Regions from separate parts of the Callithrix jacchus genome. Here region 2 is linked to region 1. Evidence: chromatin contacts called from public Hi-C data. All regions are on one chromosome and are shown on one strand. Each heading gives the region's core, a stretch centred on a gene start, on an enhancer-like site or on the middle of the called end of the contact. The rest is flanking DNA. Distances are from core to core; before and after follow the strand shown. Region 1 overlaps LOC128931969. Region 2 overlaps LOC128931969.

Region 1 (5,439 bases), core at 2,665-5,164:
CATCTCAAATAGCTTGGATCATGTGATGAGTTAAAGATGGCTGTGGATTCTTTGATCCTCCCTTGGAGGGAAGGAGTCAATTTCCTCTGTACTTAAATCTGGGCTGACCTGTAACTTCTTTGACCAATAGAGTATGATGGAAATGATGCCATGCCAATTCCAGGCCTAACCTCTAGGAGGACTGGCAGTTTCTGCTATGGCCTCTGGGAGCCATGACCTGCCAGGAAAAAGGTCAAACTACCCAGTTGGAGAGACCACCTGGAGAAGCCCTGGGATTCTACGGAGAGCGACAGGGACCTAGCTGAGCTCAATGTTCCAGCCATCCCCATGAAAGCACCAGACATCTAAGTGAAACCATCTTGATTCTCCAGGCTAGCCCAGTCAGCAGCTGAACATCACTGAGTGACTCCAGTCAGTGCTCCATGGAGGTGGATGCCCTTCCTGCCCTGCCAGCCTTGGGTTCAAAGAGGAAGCTGATTGCTCAGGCCTTAAGCATGCCCCTCCTCATCTGACCTCCCGGCTTCTAGGAGATTCCTGAGGACATTCACCAAGACTCCAACATTCGCCCTTGGTCACCGACACAGACTTGGAGGTGTCAGATCAGGTAAGCCCTCATCTTACACATAGGGCTGAAGGATCACCCAGCTGAGCCCTGCCCACATTTCTGACTCACAAAACTGTAGAAAATGCAATGGTTGTTGTTTTGGGGCAGTTTGTTATGCTGTAAAATAAATAGCCAGAACAGACCAAGAGGTAGAAGTTGCTGGCTGAAAATGATGCAGCAATTGTACCAGTCCTTGCCTAGCTACCTCCAGATTTCTTGCTACATGAAAAAAAAAAAAATCCCTATTTGTTTAAGCCTTGTTGACACCTTGGGCTATTGCTCAGTCCTCAGTTTTCCATTTGTTAAATGGAACATTAACTCCTGTCTTATTACTTCCCAAAGGTGCCTGAGAGGGTAGAGAAAGAATGAAAAAAGAGAAGGGCCTTTTCATGTAATATAAACAGTGCTTATGTCCCCAAAATTCAGTGAGTGACATGCTCAAACAGTTATAATATATTTAATGTGGTCACAATGGGTGTGAACTTGTCATGAACCAATTGCAATGAATTTTGGAATCAGACACGTTAGGGCTTGAGGCTCTCAGCTCTGCTAGACAAATTTCTAACTTGACAAATTGAGCCAGTCATTAAATCTCTCCAAGCTTTAGTTTCCTCATCAATAAAATACAGACGATGTGATTTCCCGCCATTGAGTCTGTGTGAGGATTAAATGAAATGAGATTAATCCATCTATTTGATAAATATTGAATATCTCCTATGGTCTAGGTCAAACCCACTCCTGATACTGGTGGAGGCTGGTGTCCACTCAGCCTTAAATCTAAATATTTAAAAGCTATAAATCAAACCAATACCTTCTCTTAAATGTTCTATCCTTCTCCTCAGTAAGTATAACTTCACAGCAGTCTGAAAGGCCAGGGTTGATTTGGAAACAGATTTCTTAGATACTTACACTGAAATGTGGTGCTGGGGAGAGCCAGCCCCATCCCCTGGTCACTCATCTCCTAGCCCACAAACTGCCACCTTCCCTTCTCATCCTGTTTCATGCACCTCACATGCATATGTGTAGACATCCCAGGCGGCAGGTCCAAGCTCTCTATCCAGGCCCCATGCTCCATAGTGCCCCTCAGCTACACCCTGGGTTTAGCATTTTGCCTCCAGACAATTGACCAGGAAGAGGCCTGGCAGTGGGCTTGGGACCTTTAGGCAGGGAGCTCAGGGATCCTAGGAATCTGTAGCAAAGAGTTGGATGGGTATATCCTCTTGGCACTGCAGATTCTCTACCCTATGTAGAGATGGGTAGAGATCTATGTACATCCCTATGTAGGGATGTACGCAGCTGGAGGCTGGCCAGGGCAGAGCCCCACTTGCCTGGGTCCGAGGATGGGTGGGTCAGACTGTGCTAGGTGCTGCAGGTACACAAGTAAATGAAGCAGATACCACCCCTGCTCCTCCTACTCAAAGGTGAAGACACATCTCTGAAGTTGGGGCCTCAGTCTCAGCCCTATGTGTAAGATGAGGGCTTACCTGATCTGACACCTCCAAGTCTGTGTCAGTGACCAAGGGCGAATGTTGGAGTCTTGGTGAATGTCCTCAGGAATCTCCTAGAAGCCGGGAGGTCAGATGAGGAGGGGCATGCTTAAGGCCTGAGCAATCAGCTTCCTCTTTGAACCCAAGGCTGGCAGGGCAGGAAGGGCATCCACCATCTCGTCCAACTCCATCCACGCAATTCCTTCAGTGGTCATAACAATACAACTTCCCATCACACCTAGGTAAAAGTCCAGCTCCTTGCCAAGACCTGCAAAGCCTGCTACCCCCAGTTCTTGCTCATCTCCAGTCTCCTCCTCACTGTTGCTCACTGAGTTCCATCCTTATGTTCATGAAACCCCGCATCTACTCTCCCACCTCAAGGCCTTTGCCCTTGCTCAGGTTCTCTCTGCTGGACATGCTTAGTCCTTTGCGTGGCTAGTTCCTCTCATTGTGCAGGTCTCAGCTTAGACACTCCCTTGCACAGAGATGTCCACTGACATCCTTTTAGGATCAGGTTCTATCTAGTCCCAACTCTCTCTTGAGCATGTCACCAACCATTTTACATACTTCCTAGTACAGCCAGAAGTAGTGTAATGGAGTGTGCAAAAGCTTCCACTTGGGGCTGGACTGGTTGGGTTGAAACCCAGCCTACCTACTGGGCACTTGAGACTATTGTTCAACCTATTTCCCCACATATTGTTCAACTTCCTATTTCCCTTGAATAGATGATTCAACCTGCATTTTCTTATCTGTTCAGGGGAGTGAGGGTTACATGAGCTAATGGGCATATAGCATAGCGCAGAGCCTGGCACAAGCGTTGCATTGGTGTTTGCTATGATATTAACACTTGTTGCTATGTGAAATTATTTTGTCTGTATGTTTCTTATTTCCCCCTTCTCTGACAAACTCCCCACAGCAGCCTCCTCAACGCTGCCTCCCGCAGTCTTTGGACAAAATAATGGCGGATCCCTTATACAGGACTTCCAGTGCAGGTGGAGAAACTGAGGCAGAGTTGGAGGTTCCTCGCCCTTGGTGATGCGGTGTGAAGGCCTGTAGGCACCAGCCTCGCCACGTGCGCCGCAGCTTGCACAGCCTTTCGCGGACTCCAACCGAGCCACGTTCCTCGCTCCTCGTGCTGCTCCTGTGGGTTTCCGCGGCGCCGGCGTTTTTGTTCCCAGTGCGTTAAAGTCGTTCAGGCCGAATCAAGCGAAGGCAGAAAAGCGGCGCGCAGCCCGCGTCAGCTGCGGTTCCGTCTTTCGGGTTCCCAGGGCGCTAACAAAGACATTTGCATGAAAACAGGAACTCCGTTTGCCGAAAGGACCCGTGGACGCGGTGCCTCGTGCGCTCCAGTGCCCCACAGCTGCGCCCCCTTCTCCAGGCGGAGAAGAAGCGGGGTGCGGGGACTGGCCCTAAACCCGGCTCGGCGGGCGGGGACCCGAACGCTGCGGCCCTAGCGGCCCCCCTCTCTACTCCTTCGCAATCTGGCGGAAACGGCCGTCTCCGGCGTGGGCGCGCTTCTGCAGACTCATCAAGACCTTGTACCTAGGCGTGCGGCCAGGGCGCCCGGGCCCTCGGGGAGCCGGCGCCTGCGTGCGGACCGCGGTGGAGCGGAAGGACCGACGGCTGTGGCTGCTCCAGGTCTGGGGCGCAACCTCGGGGCTCGCCCTGCGCCACTCTGGGCCTCGGTCTCTTCGCCGGTTCCACCCGAGCGCAAGAATGTCACAACGTCTCTCTGTTGGGGGAAGCCGGCTTCTCAGAGGCCTGCCGGCGCGCGGCGCGCAGAGGAGCGCAGTGAATACCGTCTCCGCTGGCCCTTTCCAAAGCTTTTCCTTAGCAGCTTCTCTGAAACCCTCCTTTTCCCCAGCAGCCGTCGGAGGCAGGATAAGTGGTAAAAGCAGAGGTTTAGGAACCGGGGAACCCTGGATTCAAATCCTGCCAGCCACTGACTAGCTGTGTAACCAAGAGCAAGTTACTCCGCCTCTGGAGCGCTCAGCTTCCTCATCTGTAAAATGGGGCATAACACAGTCCAGAAAGTGCTTAGTTCCTCAGTGTCACAAATCAAATGCTTAATTCATTCTTACAGTTATCACTTACAGCTGTGGGACAGGCGCAGGTGGAAAAGGGTTTTCTTAAGGTCACAGGCGGGGTCAAAGGCAAACCCTCCGGGTCTCCCGGATCGTAAGATTTGTGAAGCAGCAAGTCTTTGGCAGCCTGAAGGGCAAGTTCCCCACATGGTTGTATCCAGCCGGGTAGATGGAGGTAAGCGGCAAGGAGACTGGGGCATCTCCCCCTCTCTCCGCGAAGGCGCACAGGCCCTGGACTGGGAGGGCAATGGCTGGCGAACCTACTGCCTGGAATGGGGTTCTTGGATCCAGACCTTTTTTTGGGGGGAGAGGGCATCTTGGGTCGAGACCTTTTTTCTTTTTCTTTTTCTTTCTCTTTCTTTCTTTTCTTTCTGTCTTTCTTTCTTAGAAAAAGGAAATAGAAGAAGAAAGAAAACAAACATGCAAACAAAAACGGAAAGCCAGAGCCTTTTATGTAGGAGCCAGCCAGCCTGCTATTCAGGGCCGACCACAGTGTCTCTGCAATTCCTCCCTGGGAAGGAAGCCTCGCGCTGCCCTCCAGTGGCCGGCGAGGTAGTGTCGCCCGGGCGAAGCTCAGAAGGGTTTGACGGAGAAACCGGCTTCACCCTGCGCGGGTGGGGGCTGTCGGAGAGAGCAGAGAACATCAGACTGGTTCCCCGACTGCTGTTTTGTGGTCCCGGTGGATCTTGGGAGTCTTGGAAAGAGAATAATAAGACTCTTTGAATTTGAAAGGCATAGGAGTTTTTACAGTCTGCTTTTATTTATTTTTGAATAGATAACACATTTACACGATTCAAAAGATAAAGAGGATAGCGTGAAAAGGAAGTCTCGCTTCCACTCTTGTTCCCCAGGCACCCAGTTCCCCTTCCTAGAGGCAGCCGTTGTTATGGGTTTCTGTGTACCCTCCCGGAGACAGTCTATGCAAATACAAATATTTTACAGGATCAGTAGAAGCTTGCTCTGTATACTCTTCTGACTCTTGCTGCTTCACTTAAAAATGCATCATGGAATTTGTTCCGTGTTGACTCACAATAGGGCTGCCTCATTCTTTTGAACAGCTGCATAATATTCCATTGTTTGACTCTCCTGTAATTATTTGATCAGTGTTCTATTGATGAGCCTTGAGGCTGCTCCTAATCTTTTGTAATCACAGTGTGTTACAACAAATAACCTCCTACATGCATTGTTACGCCTCGGTGCCAGTGGAGCACAGCTATTGCGGTATAACAATCCATTCCAAAATTCAGTGGCTTTAAACAGAAAG
Region 2 (5,114 bases), core at 307-2,806, 76 kb before region 1:
TTCTGAATCCTGGCCAGGGCGACCTGAGAGCTCACCCAGTCCACCCCACCCTGGCTCTGGGCAGGGCAGTGGAGACAGAGGTCCGGCCAGTGGGGACATTCTTGGGAGTGTTGCACTGAAATCTTTCCTGGCTCCCTTGATGGACGAGGACTTGCCTGAAGGGTCTGGGGTCTCATATTACTCTCCCCACTGCCACCTTCCGCAGGGACTGAGTTCCTAGCAAAGACAAAGGCACCTGTGTTCCCAGGATCTGTTCTCAGCAGTGCAGGAGCTGGCACAGGCTGCAGGGGTGGGGAAAGTAAAGGGGCGGGGCTTGGCTTCTCTGAGCTCCTCCCAGCCTGGGGTGGGGGTGGGTGGCTGACCAGGCAGCCACAGGCACGCCCCAGGATATTCAGTGGGATGTCTGCTTTCTCTTATTGCTTCCTCTTGCTGCTTAAAAGACCAGACTATGTCCTAGCTCAGGAATCCTGGGAGCCATGGACTGTCCCTGAGGGAGGGCATTGCACTGTTCTTTGAAATCCTCCAGGACTCACCCACGCTTCTTAATGTGGCCACTTTTCAGGCACTGGCTGCTAGCCATCCCCTCCCCCACTCACCCTCTCCCTCGATCCCTCCCTTCCTTTCACACAGGTCCAGCGCAGTGAACTCCCTACTCACTTTGAGTCTACTTGACGTCAGGCCTCTGAATGTTTGCATGGGCTCTCTTTCCTCTCTCTCTTCTTCCTGGTGCAAACTCTCGTTCATCCATGGACTGCAAGCTCTCACTCAATTGTAAGCACCATGAGAGAAAAGGTTGAGCTTATTTAATACTTTATTTCCCCCAGTCTACAACATTTGGTACACATTAGGTATTGAACCAATGTTTGCTGACTGACTAACTGACCGAATGTGTGCTTCAAAGTCAGCTCATTTCCACTCTAAAGCCTCAATTCTCCAACCCCTCCTAGATACTTCCCTGGGGCCCACACCACGCCCGAGAGTACCTGTGGTTGTGAGCGCTTGCTTACTTCTTCTTCTTCACCAAACAGGGAACCTCTTGAAGCTGGAACCGTGTCTGATTAATCCTTTTACCTGCAGCATCCAGTTCAGGGCCCTGGCACCCAGCAGTAGTGGAGTGCAGCAAATGTAGGGCCCTTGCCAGCAGCCTGGCTTGGTGACTTGAAATCCCCTGTCGGTCCCAACTGCACGCACCGGTCCAAGCTGTCGGCAACGTCTGCCTCAGAGTCTCATTTGCAATTATACGTTCTCAGGCTCTTGCCGCTTAATATTTAATAAGCAGGCGGCTGGCCTTCTCTGGCTGCCACTTAAATCCCTGATTGCCTCTTGTCTGAACGTGGCCCCAAGTGAGGCGGGGACTGCTTTGAGGTTAAGTGTAAAGTCTGTGTCTTGGTCGGGGGCTAGCATAAGGCCAGACCCTTGGGGAGGGAGGAAGGAATGCCTGCTGGCTTGAGGCTCCTGGGTGACCTTACCAGGCAAGAGGCTGGTTGGGCATTTGCTCCAACTGGCTCCACCTTGCCTCCCCTGCCATGTAGGTCTAAGGCCACTCCTGGCCTCATAGCAGGGGAGGAGGAAGAGAGGAAAATTGTTCATGAGAGGGTCCCTGACTCACATCCGATTGGTCCAGGAGGAAGAGAGGGGGATTCCGCCTGGGCTGCGTCCCAGCAGGAAAGGTGGTTCTATCCTGTGTGGCTTGGCCACCAGGAGCCAGGGCAGTCCCTGTGTGGGCCTGAGGCGCCACGGAGTTGGGCTCTGGCAGCTGTGCCAGCCTCTCCTGGCACAAGGCTGGGGAGTCTTTCCAAGTTGGCTGTGGAAGGAGATGAGGCAATGGTGATGACCTGACCCTAGGGATGGCCCAACCCTGGGAAACCCTGCAGGCCCAGGGAGGCGTGTCCTCTGCAGAACTGCTGGGGTGAGAGGGTGGAGAGAGGCCAGGTGGCTTGCGAAGGTGACAGGTGACAGGAGGCTTCAGGAAGGTAAGGGCAAGCACAGTGGCTTGGAGGCTGGACTCTGCTACCGAAGACCTGAGGTCCAGGGAAGGACTCCCACCTGGAATCTCAGACTTTGGATCCCAGAGGGCATTTTACAGGGTCAAGAGACTGGCTTTCTGGGTCCCACTCTGCCCCTAACAAGCCCAGTGACCTTGGGCAAGTCATCCGGGTTATACTGTCACCACATGTGTTGGGCAGCATGACAGCCTGCCCCCTTCCTGCTTGGAGTCCTCTGTTTTCCCCTCAGAGCTCATTTAGCCCAGCCCAGGAATCTGAGACCAGAAATGCCACTCTGTTTGGTCTTCAGGGCTGGTCCCTTTAGAAGGTGGTGCTTAGTATAGAACACGATGGTTTCCCAATAGGCTGTGTTTACCAGCACTTACTGTGTGTGAGGGGCCATGTTTAATATGCCTGCTGCCAACATACTCGGTCTCAGACATCTGTGCCATCCTGGTCCTTTCCCTTTCCCTCTCCTGCTCATCATTCTCATGACCTGTGACAGTACCTTTAAAACCCAGCCCAGCCCTGGTCCACATTCTCATCCCACCTTCCCCTGCACTACCCCCTTAGACCACCATCTACCAGCCTCCTTTCAGCTCCCCTGCACCACCTTGGCCCCTGTAATCCATCCCCTACCAGCAGCCAGGAGGCCTTTGAACCATGGAAATCGGATCACATCCCTCCCCTGCTCCGAACCTCCAGGGGCTGCCATGGCGCTTCCAATCAAACTGAACCCTACAGCTGCACGGCTCTACACGGCCGGTGCCTCCCTCTTCTCCATCCTGAGGTTGTCCGTCTTTGCTGCCCACTCTGCTTCAGCCACACTGGCCTCCTTCCTCTCCTCGGACGTGCCCCTCAAGTCCAACCTCGGCCCTTCAAGGCTGTCGATGTCACCTGCGCTTTAGTTCAAATGCCACCTCTAGAGTATCCTTCCTTCAATCTCTAAAAGACCCCTCCTCCTTATGCCTGGCCCCTTGTTATCCTATTTTCAAATTTTATAGCGCTTACCACTTTATGATAGTTCTCTTATTTATTTGTGCACACCCTCCCCGACCTGGAATGCAAACTTCGTCAGAACGAGACTTAGTGCCTGCTGTTCCCTGCTGGCCCCCAGTGCCTAGAAAGCTCCTGACACGTGGCAGGGACTCGATGGGATTTGTCAGAGAGTGATGACATGGCCTTGAGGGATGAGATGTAGTAGTAGTATCTCATTTAATAGAAAGCCCAGCGATGCTAGGTGCCTGTGCAACTTACCAAACTTGTAAAGGGTGGAGTTGGGATTCAAACCCCTGACTGAAGGGGGCTCCAGCACCTGCGCTTTTCTTCAGGGGGCTGAATACTGTGGTCATGGTCAGAGCCTCTGAGTCCCAGGAACTCAGAGCTCAATTAGGGGTGAGGGATGGGGAGGCACTGGCACTGGCGGTGTCCGGCATGTGCTTCTTGATTTTGCTCCCATCTAGGATCCTACCTTAAGGTCTAGAATGAGGCCCAGCCTTGCCCTCACCCCTCTGCCCAAAGGCCACCCCTGCAGCTCCTGTCGAGGCTCCTGAGCCCCCTGGAAGCTCCTGGCTTAGCTGTGGGTCAGTGAGCTCATCCCCTGCCCACCCTGCGGGTTTCCAACGCTCCCTCCCTCTGCCGCAGTCGTTGCTACACAAGTTAATGGAATAACAAGACACTTTACCCATTATCTGATGCAAATACCTTTGCTCACCAGCACCAGCTCTACAGCTCAGATCTTCCTGTAACCCAGCCCAAAGGCCTCCCGCTCCAGGCTCCAGCAGAGGAGGCCTGGGCACCAGCCAGGCACATACAACCCCCTAGCTCGAGCCCTGGAAGGAGGGGTCAGCGGTGTTCTGCTGAGTGAAGACGGGGTCGTGGCACCAATCTTAGTATGTTTCACCTGTGACCATATATTGAGGCCCACTGTGCACAGGCAGTTTGCATATTTCACATTCACATGATTATATGCAATTCTGATCCTCACTGGGCAGACATGGGGATGAAAGGCACAGCCAAGTCTGCGCAGCCCTCAAGTGGTGGATCCAGGTGGGTTTCATACCCACACCCCTGACTTGACCCCACTCTTAACCATTTCCCAAGAACTTTGAGTGGTCCCATTTAGACCTGATTTCTCTAATTGCTCCATAGTAGGAGTTGTATTTATAGACAAAGAAGATGAAGGGGGTGTCAGTTTGCTCAGCCACACGATGGTAAGTGGGACTCTATGCCCAGGAAGGTGGATGTGTGAGTTTGTGGATGTGGTTGGGACAGGAGAGCTCCCAAAGCTTGCCCCCTGGGAAGCTCTGTCCTGAGACCCACCCCACCCCCGGCACCAAAACATATCTGGCCTAGTTCACATTAAGTGCCACAGGCACCCAGAAGGCATGTACAGGGCATGTAAGAAGGTATGTGCTGGGCACCTAGCAGGTGCTGGGGTCACCCAGATGGAAGGTGGACCTTCCCCAAACCATTGCATGAATCTCAGAGAATGGCAGGACAGACGGCCCCTCCCTGCCCACCTGTTGAGGATGTGAAGTTCTCCCTGACCCCAATGTGGCTGTCACACGGCGTTTCTCTGAACATACCTTTAACTTTGTGCACCCACTTCCCTCTGCTGAGAGCAGCATTCTCAACACATGCCCAGCAAACTCCTACTCATTCATCAAAGCCCAACTCTCAAGGGCTCCCCCTCTAAGAAGGCATTTCTAACTAACTTCCTTTTTTTTGGATTAAAAGTCCCTTTCCTGTGCTTCCCAAGCACATGCAGGCCCCTTCCTTGCGGCACATGCCTATGAATTTTATAACCTGTGTTTGCTTTTTCCTTTCGCACTAGACTGTGGGCTCCAGGATGGAGTTGGTTGGAAGCAGTCAGTAGAGGCTCTGGAGCCTCCACCTGAATTCTGATCCTAGCTCTGCCATTTTCAAGCTCTGCGATGGGCTGTTGTGCAAGGAACTTAAGCTCCCTGTGCCTTAGTTTTCTCCTCTCTAAAAGGGAGAGGATAATACTGTTACTTCTTCTCTAGAGTTGTGCTGAGGATGAAATGGGAATGAAGCACTTAAAAGAGGACCTAGCACACAGTAAATGACCGACCAACAGCCATTTTTATTGTCACCTCCAGGTCCCCC

What was found. Hi-C and Micro-C count contacts between places; a contact is called where the count stands out from the background.
Region 2: a contact with region 1 is called in a Hi-C map of induced pluripotent stem cells, with 2.2 times the contacts expected there. The contact joins two enhancer-like sites. A contact is called at or near these places in 2 of 3 Hi-C or Micro-C datasets (induced pluripotent stem cells and skeletal muscle).

What each region holds. Positions count from the first base shown.
Region 1 is chr5:9,385,231-9,390,669 of calJac240_pri, reverse strand. It overlaps LOC128931969, which reads left to right. Exons shown (of 6, transcript XM_078370941.1): 5 at 372-604; 6 at 3,008-5,439. Among named protein-coding and RNA genes, the nearest start is that of SIRPB1, 83 kb to the right of the region's middle. Within about 2 kb of position 3,914, at least 6 of the 16 cell types and tissues checked have an H3K27ac peak or open chromatin away from gene starts, as enhancers often do.
Region 2 is chr5:9,458,998-9,464,111 of calJac240_pri, reverse strand. The region is part of intron 3 of LOC128931969; the gene reads left to right. Among named protein-coding and RNA genes, the nearest start is that of SIRPB1, 160 kb to the right of the region's middle. Within about 2 kb of position 1,556, at least 4 of the 16 cell types and tissues checked have an H3K27ac peak or open chromatin away from gene starts, as enhancers often do.